Linked DNA regions of Oryctolagus cuniculus: region 2 is linked to region 1. Evidence: chromatin contacts called from public Micro-C data. All regions are on one chromosome and are shown on one strand. The core of a region is the stretch at or near the end of the contact, and the rest is flanking DNA. Distances in the headings are between cores, read along the strand shown.

What was found. A called contact is a pair of places that touch in the nucleus more often than the background predicts.
Region 2: a Micro-C map of ear pinna shows a contact between it and region 1, with 4 times the contacts expected there. The contact joins the promoter of RNF7 here to the promoter of TFDP2 in region 1. A contact is called at or near these places in 3 of 6 Hi-C or Micro-C datasets (ear pinna, psoas muscle and an unstated tissue).

What each region holds. Positions count from the first base shown.
Region 1 is chr4:139,715,137-139,719,974 of mOryCun1.1, reverse strand. TFDP2 (transcription factor Dp-2) reads right to left here and starts at 2,484. Exons shown (of 14, transcript XM_070072710.1): 1 at 2,150-2,484.
Region 2 is chr4:140,099,563-140,104,400 of mOryCun1.1, reverse strand. RNF7 (ring finger protein 7) reads left to right here and starts at 2,140. Exons shown (of 3, transcript XM_008266261.4): 1 at 2,140-2,442. The coding sequence starts at 2,268.

The sequences.
Region 1 (4,838 bases), core at 1,235-3,734:
GGGGCAGTGCTGTGGCGTAGCGGGTAAAACTGCTGCCTGCAGTGCCAGCATCCCATATGGACGCCAGTTCGAGTCCTGGCTGCTCCACTTCTGATCCAGCTCTCCACTACGGCCTGGGAAAGCAGTAGAAGATGACCCAAATCCTTGGGCCCCTGCACCTACACAGGAGACCCAGAAGAAACTCCCGGTTCCTGGCTTTGGATCAATGCAGCTCCGGCTGTTGCGGCCAATTGGGGAGTGAACCAGTGAATGGAAGACCTCTCTCTCTGTCTTTCAAATAAATAAATAAATCTTTAAAAAAAAAAAGTTTCTAAGGGTTCACAAATCTACTTCTAAATATACTAGAGTGTTACGGATCCCAGATTAAAATGGAAAAGACTCAAGTATGAATTGATATATTAACAATTTAATAATCTTTAAAATCTATTACAACTTAAAATTCTGATCTCAAAGAACTCTCAACTTATGTTTTCTAGATTCCTCTGAGATTTACTATGATACATGTTACAATAAGCATTTAAGTGATGATGGCTTACAGGGGGTATAAACTCCATTTCAAGTCACACTAAAAGCACAGAGCCCAGATAAGCATTTTGGCCACAGTGCGAATACTTCACTGTGCTACACATTCCAAAGAAGGGGTCTGTGGTGGTGGGGGGGTACAACTGCATGATCACAAAATGGTCATGCCACACACTAGCGAAATTCAGCTTTCCTTCTTAAACAAACAACTAGAAACAAAGAGAACTCGAAAATAAGAGTTGAGTAAGTCTTGGGCCTTTCTGTACAAGTACCACACTGCTGCAACTGTATGCCAGGGCAGTGCTCCCAGCCATGATGGCTGCCATTAGACCAGACCAGTTCCAGGCACAAGATGTTCTACCACACAACAAACACAGCCAGTGCCAGTGCCCAAGTGCGATAGAATCTGGGGTCTGGGTATTTGATTTTTCTCCTGGTGCTATTTGAGAGTGGACACTGTCATTAAAGATTAATTATAGTAATGTGATAGCGATAAAGCTTTCGCTAAACCATAGGCCAGCCAACGACATGGAACAGCAAGATGCAACACAGATTCAACTACTCTGATTCTGAACAGAGACAGGTAGGGTCATGATTATGTCCTTTTAGAGAACAGGTGAATAATTCCAATTATATTTATTAGGCAAAATGACTAAGATGAAACCATTAAGAGAAAAGAAAAACAAGTGACCCAGAAAAAATTAGGTAATAGAAATCAAAGGAAAAGTCATGAAACTAAGATCTGGGGGAGAGGGGAGAAGGCGGAAGAGGGAAGATGGGGGGAGAGGGGAGATGGGGGAGAAGGAGCCACGCACCCACTGAAGCAAGCAAGCAGGTGGCAGAGGGCGTCTGAGCCGTCTGCGAGGGAAACGGAAGAGGAGAGCGTTCCGGGCTTCGGCGGAGCTTCGGCGGTGAGTGGGCAAGGGGCAGAGAAAAGGATCCTCTCGCGAACCCGCGCTCGCGGCAGTCAGAAGCGAGGGTGCCCACCTCGTGCCCTGCGCTGCCGGGCGGCGAGCTCGCGCCCCGGGCGTCCCTGACCCAGGCGGCCCCAGACTTCCCTCGGCGGCGGCGCCCACGCCGAGGTCCCCCAGCTCGAGCAGACGGAGACCTCACAACGCGAGCGCGCGGCGTCTCGGCGCGGTCCCACCCAAACCCTGCCGCTGCCCGGCGGACGGGCACCTCGGCTCTCCGGGATTTCTCCAGCCGTCTGGGCCCACAGAGCAATGCCAAAGTTCCCTTACGGGGCACAGGTACACACAAAGCCTCCCAACTCTTAAAAACAACAACGAAACCCTGGCGGAGGCAGACGGGGGGTCGCGAAGCAGGGGGCAAAGTCAGCAGCCAGAACCCGAAGCCATCGCTCCCTACGGCCAGGACGGGAAGGGGGAAGACACCCTCTGCCCGCCTCGCCGAGGCGTGACTCAGGGACCTCACCTCCCCCAGTTTGCAGGCTGCGCGAGGAAGGGTGACCTCCCTGCCTGCCCAGTCTCGCCCGGACACTCAAGGGTTACTCCGCCAGGCCTGAGGAGCCCGTGGGATTCCCGGGGGTCCCCCGGCGTACGCAGCGCGCCGGGCCGGGTCCAGAGGCCCTCGGCACGCGGGCCCGCGCCCTCGCCCCGGACCTTACCGCCGCTCGGCTGCAGAGGACCCGGCGGCCGCGCGAGGCTGCAGGGCCGAGCCGGGGGCGCGTCTTCGGGCGCCGCCGATCCTCTGGCGCCCGGGTCCCGGCGGACTCCCACCCAGGCAGCCGCGGCCTTGCCCCGGTCGAGGCCCCCAGGAGTTCGAGGCCCCGGCACGCCGACCTCGCGCCCGCGCGCGCCCTCAGGGCTCGGTCAGGGCGCGCCCCGCGTGCCGGACAGCGGCCGCACAGCAGCCGAAAGCGCTGCCGACTTCGTCAGCCCGCACTCGGCTCGGCGGCCTCCCCGCTTCCCCCGCGCGAGCTTTGGCGGCGGAGCAGCACGATGCACGGCCATTGGCCGGTGAGAGGCGTGACGTAGGGCGCCGCTCCCCACGGATTGGCCGGTCCCGGCGGTGCGTGCAAAGAGTAAACAAACCCCGCCCCCAGGCTGCCCAATGATGGGAGGGGGCACGAGAAGAAGAGGCGGAGCCTTTAAGCGCCGCGCTCCGACCCCTGAAGTTTCTCCCGGGCTGCCCAAAGGGTAGGTGGCGGTGGCCCGGGCTCTTGGTTCCAGCTCCGATTGCTGGACAAGCTGTAGGCCTGAAGCCTAAAGTTTAGAAACACGCCCTTCCCTCTCGCCCCTAACTCCCCCACGAGGTCCGCCCACGAAGCAGGAAGATCGCAGCTGTTTGAGAGGCGGGAGAAGTGGGGCAGGTGCATCTGGATCCTTCGCATTTGAGGAGTCGCGGGAGTAAGCGGTGAGGCAGTGCTTGGGGCCAGCCGTGGAGCGCCTTGAAAGTATTCGATGAGTGAGAGACTCCTGGGGAGTTGGAGGTTCTTCCCTAGCCAGGCGAGTTAGGATCCACACAAAGCCAGGCCGCCTTGCCCCGGGGCTGCCCGCTTCCCCAGACACCTGTTCCTGTAGGGTCGGTAGGTTAGCGTTACAAGATTGTGTCTGTTCGTTTTCTGCTGATTTGGAAAATTCCGCGTGGACCGAGCTGTGGAGGTTGAGAGAGGAGAGAGAGATGGGAGCTGCCCTGCTGATGGAGTGAGGTGTGAGGGCACAGTGTTGCAACGATAGGCCTTTCTCATTTCGCTCTGCTCAAATTTTATAAATCGCCCACGTGCGGAACACTGTTCCAGGTGCTGGAGATACCTCTGTGAACAAAAAGAGACAAAAACTGCGTTCGTGGAGCCCGCATTCTAGTGCGGTGGGAAAGACGACAGCTAAAGAAATAAGCAAAATAAAAACGATGCTACCTGCTGATCTGAGCTGTGGAAAAACAGTAAGCAGAGTGTGTGTGGGAGGGATGGCTTCAGCCTTAAGCATGGTGGACAGGGAAGGAGATCCTAAGGACGCGTTTAAGTAAACACATAAAGGACTTGAGGGAGACAGGAGATCACCTTTGGATCTGGGTGCGGTGTCGAGACACTGGCCTGCCACATCACAGTAGGGAGGTGAAGTCCTCGGAGTCCAAGAATGCCGGATGCTGCCTGTTGCTGATTGACTGTGACATGCAGATCCCCAGAGGAGTGATTACATTTTCAGCCACAAATCCAGAAGGAATTCTTTAGTTTTCACAAAAAATCTAGTAGATGTATTCAACTCAATTAAAAACAAACAAACAAAAAAAAAACCTTTTACCACTAGAGATACAATGAGCAAGCCTGCGGACACTCCCACTCAGTTCAAGGAACTCAGTGTAGCAGGGGCACAGCTCATAAACCACCCCAATATGGTGTGCGAAACACCTTCATGGAAGCAGACCCAGAAAGTGCCTCGGTTAATGTGGAGAGAGGTGGGTGCTGTTGAGGCGCTGTAGCCAAGGGTCTCTTTATTACATAGCAAACTTAGTGCTAAATTTTGGATTAAGGCAATGGCCAGGAGGAATTCCCTAACCTCTTTGTAGGTGAGACCCTGAAGATGACATTAAGTTGAATCCAATGAAATTGCTGATATTTGCCTATTTTCATAGAGTTCAGCTTACTCTAGCAGAGTTAATTGAGAGCATTTTGCTAAACAGTGTGTACAGTAAGTGTTCAGTAAGTGGTAGCAATTATTATGATCATTCTATAATATTACTGTTGAGAAATGATTTCAAAGTCAATGTTTCATAACACCTTCCAATGCCACAAAGTCTAATAGGCAGTGAAAGCTTCAAATTTTCCATTGACTAGTTTGATCTAGCTGTGAATTTCCATGACCTAATCAGGGGATGCTGTAAAAGACAGTAAATGCTAGTTTCACAGCAGGCCAAGAAATTCAGAAGACAGAGGAACAGCTTGGCTTTGAGGCCAAAAACTGAAAATTCTCCAGCACAGAATAAATTGTTGAGTTGCCACTGGGAAGAAAATTCATGTAAATCCATTTTTAATTCCCACTCATAGTTCCAATTTAGCAATTTGTACAACAGTCAGCTCTCTGTCTCTCCTCTCACTTCCCCATTAAGGATTTTAATTCTTTTGGAAAGGAACACACAGCGTCCACCATCTCCAGTGCCAGAGAGTAGATGGCTGAAATGTGCCGAAATGCTTATTGATGCAGCATACACTTATTAAGTGCCTATTGTAAGCCCAAAACTGTGCAAGGCATTGGAAATCCAAACACAAGTATCCAAAGAGTATTCCTTCCTTGTCTTTGGAACAATCTCCAATTCTCCCACAATTCAGCTTCCCCTGCCTCTTACCTAAACAACGC
Region 2 (4,838 bases), core at 891-3,390, 380 kb before region 1:
GAGGGGCGGCACCCCTGCCACTTTCCCCGCTTCCACGGAGGAGCAGCACACCACAGGCCGGCTCTCTCGGGGGCTGCTCAGATGTTCCTCAGGTGTTCCTGGTGCATGGTGTCTCTCTCCTCCTTTATAGTCCTCTTCCACCAATCCCAACTCTGCTGCCCATACGCCGAGCACGCTGCTCTCCTCCAATCAGAAGCAGGATCAGCTCCTGCAGCTTATCAGTCAAACTGATGAGGCAGCTGCGTAGAGGTTGTTTGCTCCCTCTCAGCGCCATATTGTTGGGAGAGCAGATGCATAGAATAAGTCTTAATTCCAGTAACTTAGTCTAGTCTCAGTTGCTCCCCACACTTTCAAATAAAAATAAAATAATTCTTAAAAAAACATACTTAAATACTTCCAGGGGCCAGTGCAGTGGTGCAGCAGGTTAAAGCCCCAGCCTGCAGTGCCAGCATCCCATATGGGCACCGGTTCAAGTCCCGGCTGCTTCATTTCCAGTCCAGCTCTCTGCTATGGCCTGGGAAAGCAGTGGAAGATGGCCCAAGTCCTTGGGCCCCTGAACTCATGTGGCAGATCCGGAAGAAGCTTCTGGCTTCTGGCTTCAGATTGGCTCAACTCCGGCCATTGAGGCCATTGAGGCCATCTGGGGAGTGAACCAGTGGATGGAAGACCTCTCTCTCTCTGTGTCCACCTCTCTGTAACTGTCAAATAAATAAAATAAATATTTTTTAAAATAAAATAAAAATACTTCCAGGGGTTAGGAAGCAGTCAGGAAAGGCCCCCGTGGGAATAAGGAAAAAGGGATTTATATGAAACCTGCCATCTGCGGATTGGACAACCAACATCACCCAGAGAAAATGCAAAGATTGACAGGGAGCGCGAGGGCTCCACATCCACAGGTAACTGTAAGAGACTGGACCGTGGCACAGAGCCGCATGTCTGAAGTGCTTAGCAACTGAGCAGGTCAGCACAACCTGCCTTAATCACTCAGGTCAACAATCTTTTTCAGCTATCACATCTCTCAAGTGGTCAGCAAGGCAAGGTTTGTTAGGTAGCTGGTCAGTAACCATGCCGGCTCCAGGGAGACAGAATAAACAAGGCAGACACCTAAGGCAGCGAAACTATGCAGAACTGACCCACTGCTATGCACGCCCTGTATCAGCACCCAGTGCCCAGACCCTGGCAGAACCCTCCCTGGGGGGCCCCTCTGGCAAACAGGGGTCTCAGGTTCTCAATCAAATCTAATTTCATTTGCTTTGCTCAATCCTACTCATCGACCTACTCCACCACCGTGGGACAAAGAACTGATCCCAGATCCCTGTAACAACACGGCTGCAGTCTATGCTTTCCAAACTACCCCCTTCACGCAGCGGCAGTGTAAGCTCTAACTCCCTTCTCTGCACCTCACTACTCCTACATACAAAAAAGAGAGATTAAACTAGTTTAAAGTGAGTCCCATGGGTTTCTGGGATCCTTTTAGGGAACAAGTCAGGTCAAAGATTGCATTCATTCAGAACCTTTTTCCTCCTTTTCACTTTCACTCTAAGGGTACAGTGGAGTTTTCCAGAAACTACATCATCTATGGTGTCCTGCTTTAACAATACCTTGCAATGGGTTTGTTTTTAAATGAATTAATACATTTTAACTTTTAATTTCTTAAAGAGTAAAATAACCATCCCGCCTATCTTCCACAGACACAAAATCTCCTTAAAATTTTAATAACTTTCAGATCTAAAGGAGCTATATGCCCAAAAAGTTTGACCACCACCGAACTTTCTAGATCTTCACGGTCATTCACTCAACAGTTTCTTGTAACCACTTTTTTTTTTTTTAAGACATCCAGGACGTGGTAAGAACACGGTACGAGCACTCATAGCAGTTTATACTTGGTAGGGGAGAGGCAAACGAATAAATTAACGGGATCATTTCCCAGCTAAGGCCGAAAGCGGGCACGCACCCCAGCGCGGCTCGCGCCCCAGGCGCCGACCCAACACCTCCGCGCAGCGGCGGCACCGCCTCGACCGACGATCCGCAGGCCCCGCCCAGCGGCCCGGCGCAGCGAGGGGCGGGGGCCGTAGTCCCGCCCCCGGCGCCGGCGTGCGGTGACGTCACTGACAGCGCCAGCCAATCGCGGCCGCCCTAGCCGAGACAATACGGTGACCCGCGGCCTGCGGGCGGCGCTGTGGGCCCGCCGGACGGCCCCACCGAGCCGCCATAGTTGCCCGCCTCCCGCGACCTAACGTCTTCGCCGCCGGCTCCGCGCCGCCGCCATGGCCGACGTGGAAGACGGCGAGGAGACCTGCGCCCTGTCCTCTCACTCCGGGAGCACAGGCTCCAAGTCGGGGGGCGACAAAATGTTCTCTCTCAAGAAGTGGAACGCGGTGGCCATGTGGAGCTGGGACGTGGAGTGCGATACGTGCGCCATCTGCAGGGTCCAAGTGATGGGTAAGTTACACGCGAGGCCGGGGCCGCGGTACGGCCTCCGCGGGGTCGGCCCCGGGCGGCTGCGCCGGAACCCTCGGCTGGTCCCGCGGGCCCACGCCCCCGCTTCAGGCCGCCTGGGCTGCGGTCGCCGCCGGCGCTTTGGTGTCGTCCCCAGGCGCCCATCGCCGGGCGACCGGTGCCCCGGGGAGAGAAACGGACAGTAGGCAGGCGATGAGACAGGGTGGTTTCAGGCGATGAGGGAGGTGCTCCGGGGAGAGAAGTTGGGTGATTTGATGGGAGCTGGGGCTCCACCCGTCTGGTGTAGCCCGCCGGGGCCCCGCGAGCAGACCGCAGAGGGGCCGGGGGCAAAGGCCGCGATGGCGCGGAGCGCGCCGGAGGCCCCGTCACCCGCCCCGGAGGCCCCGTCACCCGCCCCGGAGGCCCCGTCACCCGCCCCGGTGGCCTCGTCACCTGCCCCGGAGGCCCCGTCACCCGCCCCGGTGATGCTCCGCGGTCGTCGGGCGCAGGAACGAAAATCTCGGTCCTGCCCCGCAGGGCAGCGCAGCGCAGCGCACAGCCATTGCCTTTCCTGCTGCTGCGGCTTGCGCTGCTGGCTTTTCAATCCGGATCGATCTAAGGTGTCCCGATGGCGCTCGCTGGGCCTGGGAGGGGGCACCCTGTGGCTAAGGAGCAAGTGTCCGTCCTCGGAATTGGAGAATGTGGTCCCTTAACTCCCCTCTCCATCCCAGGACGTCGTTTCCTGGAGAAGACGCTGCCTTGGGGGAGAACTTCCTTTTCCATAACATTTTGAAATCCAACATCCGGACGAAGTGAAATATTTTGGAGCAGCTTAGTCTCCTTTATGTTTTACGTGGTTTCTGTTTTAAGATCTCGGGCCACCTTGAAAAACAAGCCCTCCTTAAATGCAAGTTATGTTTTTAAATAGTGCATTTGAAATTACTGTGAGAGCATTTTAAGTAGTGTTTTTACTTGAGGGTTAGTTGAAGAAAACTGAGGTTTCCATAGTTTGAAAACTTTGTGGTTTGCCCTAAAAAAAAGTGAGAGAATTGGAAATAAACAACTTAGAGAATTGCTTTCTCCTTTTGAGGGGTGAGAGTTGAAATCTACCAGAGTCAAAAGATTTCTCAGTGTATGCTGTCTTTTGTCTTTTATTCACAAGGGCTTGTTTCATAGAGGGTTTCCAACAGTATGATTCAAATATTTTTAGGCTTTTACTCTGAAAGATCCGGATTTTAGACAGGATCCACTTATTTGCGTATTTGCCTGTAAAACAGTTAATACCCTCCCACACACACCTCAGTTAGGAACTAAAATCATAATTTTCAGTTTGAGAGGCATTTTGTTTATTGTTGATCAAGGAGACCTGATCTTTTATTCTTTTGCTGGACAAGCTTTACGCAAAGATTGTACCCCCTAAGCTTTCTTCAGTTTAAAGGAAAATCAGCTGCCTTTTCATTCCTTCTTAGTTTATAAAAAATGTCCCAAAAGGGTCTTTAAGGATTTTTTTTAAAGATCTCAGACCACCTGTTAGCTATTTTCTCCCCAAAGAGGAAAATTGTTTAAACAATAAGTGGAAAAGAAAGCTTGCAACAGACTTTACTGGGATATTGAAAGTTGGTCAGAGAATGGGCTATAAGTGACTCAGAGTCATCATTAACTTTCTAATTATCACAAATATTCTGCTACTCCAGGTTTAAAGTTGAATATTTACAACCGCCATACTTGGAGGTCAGAAACATATTCTGAACCTTTGTGTTTTGTTTTTGTGAGATGTTAAAATTCAGTTAGTGGTCATGTGATAGTAGAAATAATTTTCCCCCTACTCTCCTAGTTCTTTTTCTAGCAGCATTTTTTTTAATAGATTTATGTATTTATTTGCAAGGCAGAGAGCTACAGAGAGAGAGAAGTCTTCCATCTGCTGGTTCATTCCCCTAATGGCTACAGTGGTCAGATCTGAGCCGATCTGAAGCCAGGAGCGTCCTCTGGGTCTCCCACACAGATGCAGGGGCATAGGAAGTTGGGTCATCTTCTGTGGCTTTCCCAGGCCATAGCAGAGAGCCCGAGCCCCATTTTAAAAGGTGTTACTGTTATTGTGCTTAGGAATGGACTGTTTTAGATACTAGGAACATAATTTAACAATTTTCTATTTTTTATCTGAAACTTTAGGGATCTGTATAGATGTGGGTCTGTTTTTGGAAAATGAATCTAAAAGCTATGAGCATAATTCAGAGATTTCTAGATTCTGAAATGACAGCCTATTTAGTGGGGCCAATTTTGAGGCATAGCAGGTTAAACCTCCACCTGTAACAGCTGTTCCACTTCCAGTCCAGCTCCTTGCTAATGTGCCTGGGAAACAACAGAGGATGGCCCAGATGCTTGGGCCCATGCACCTGCAT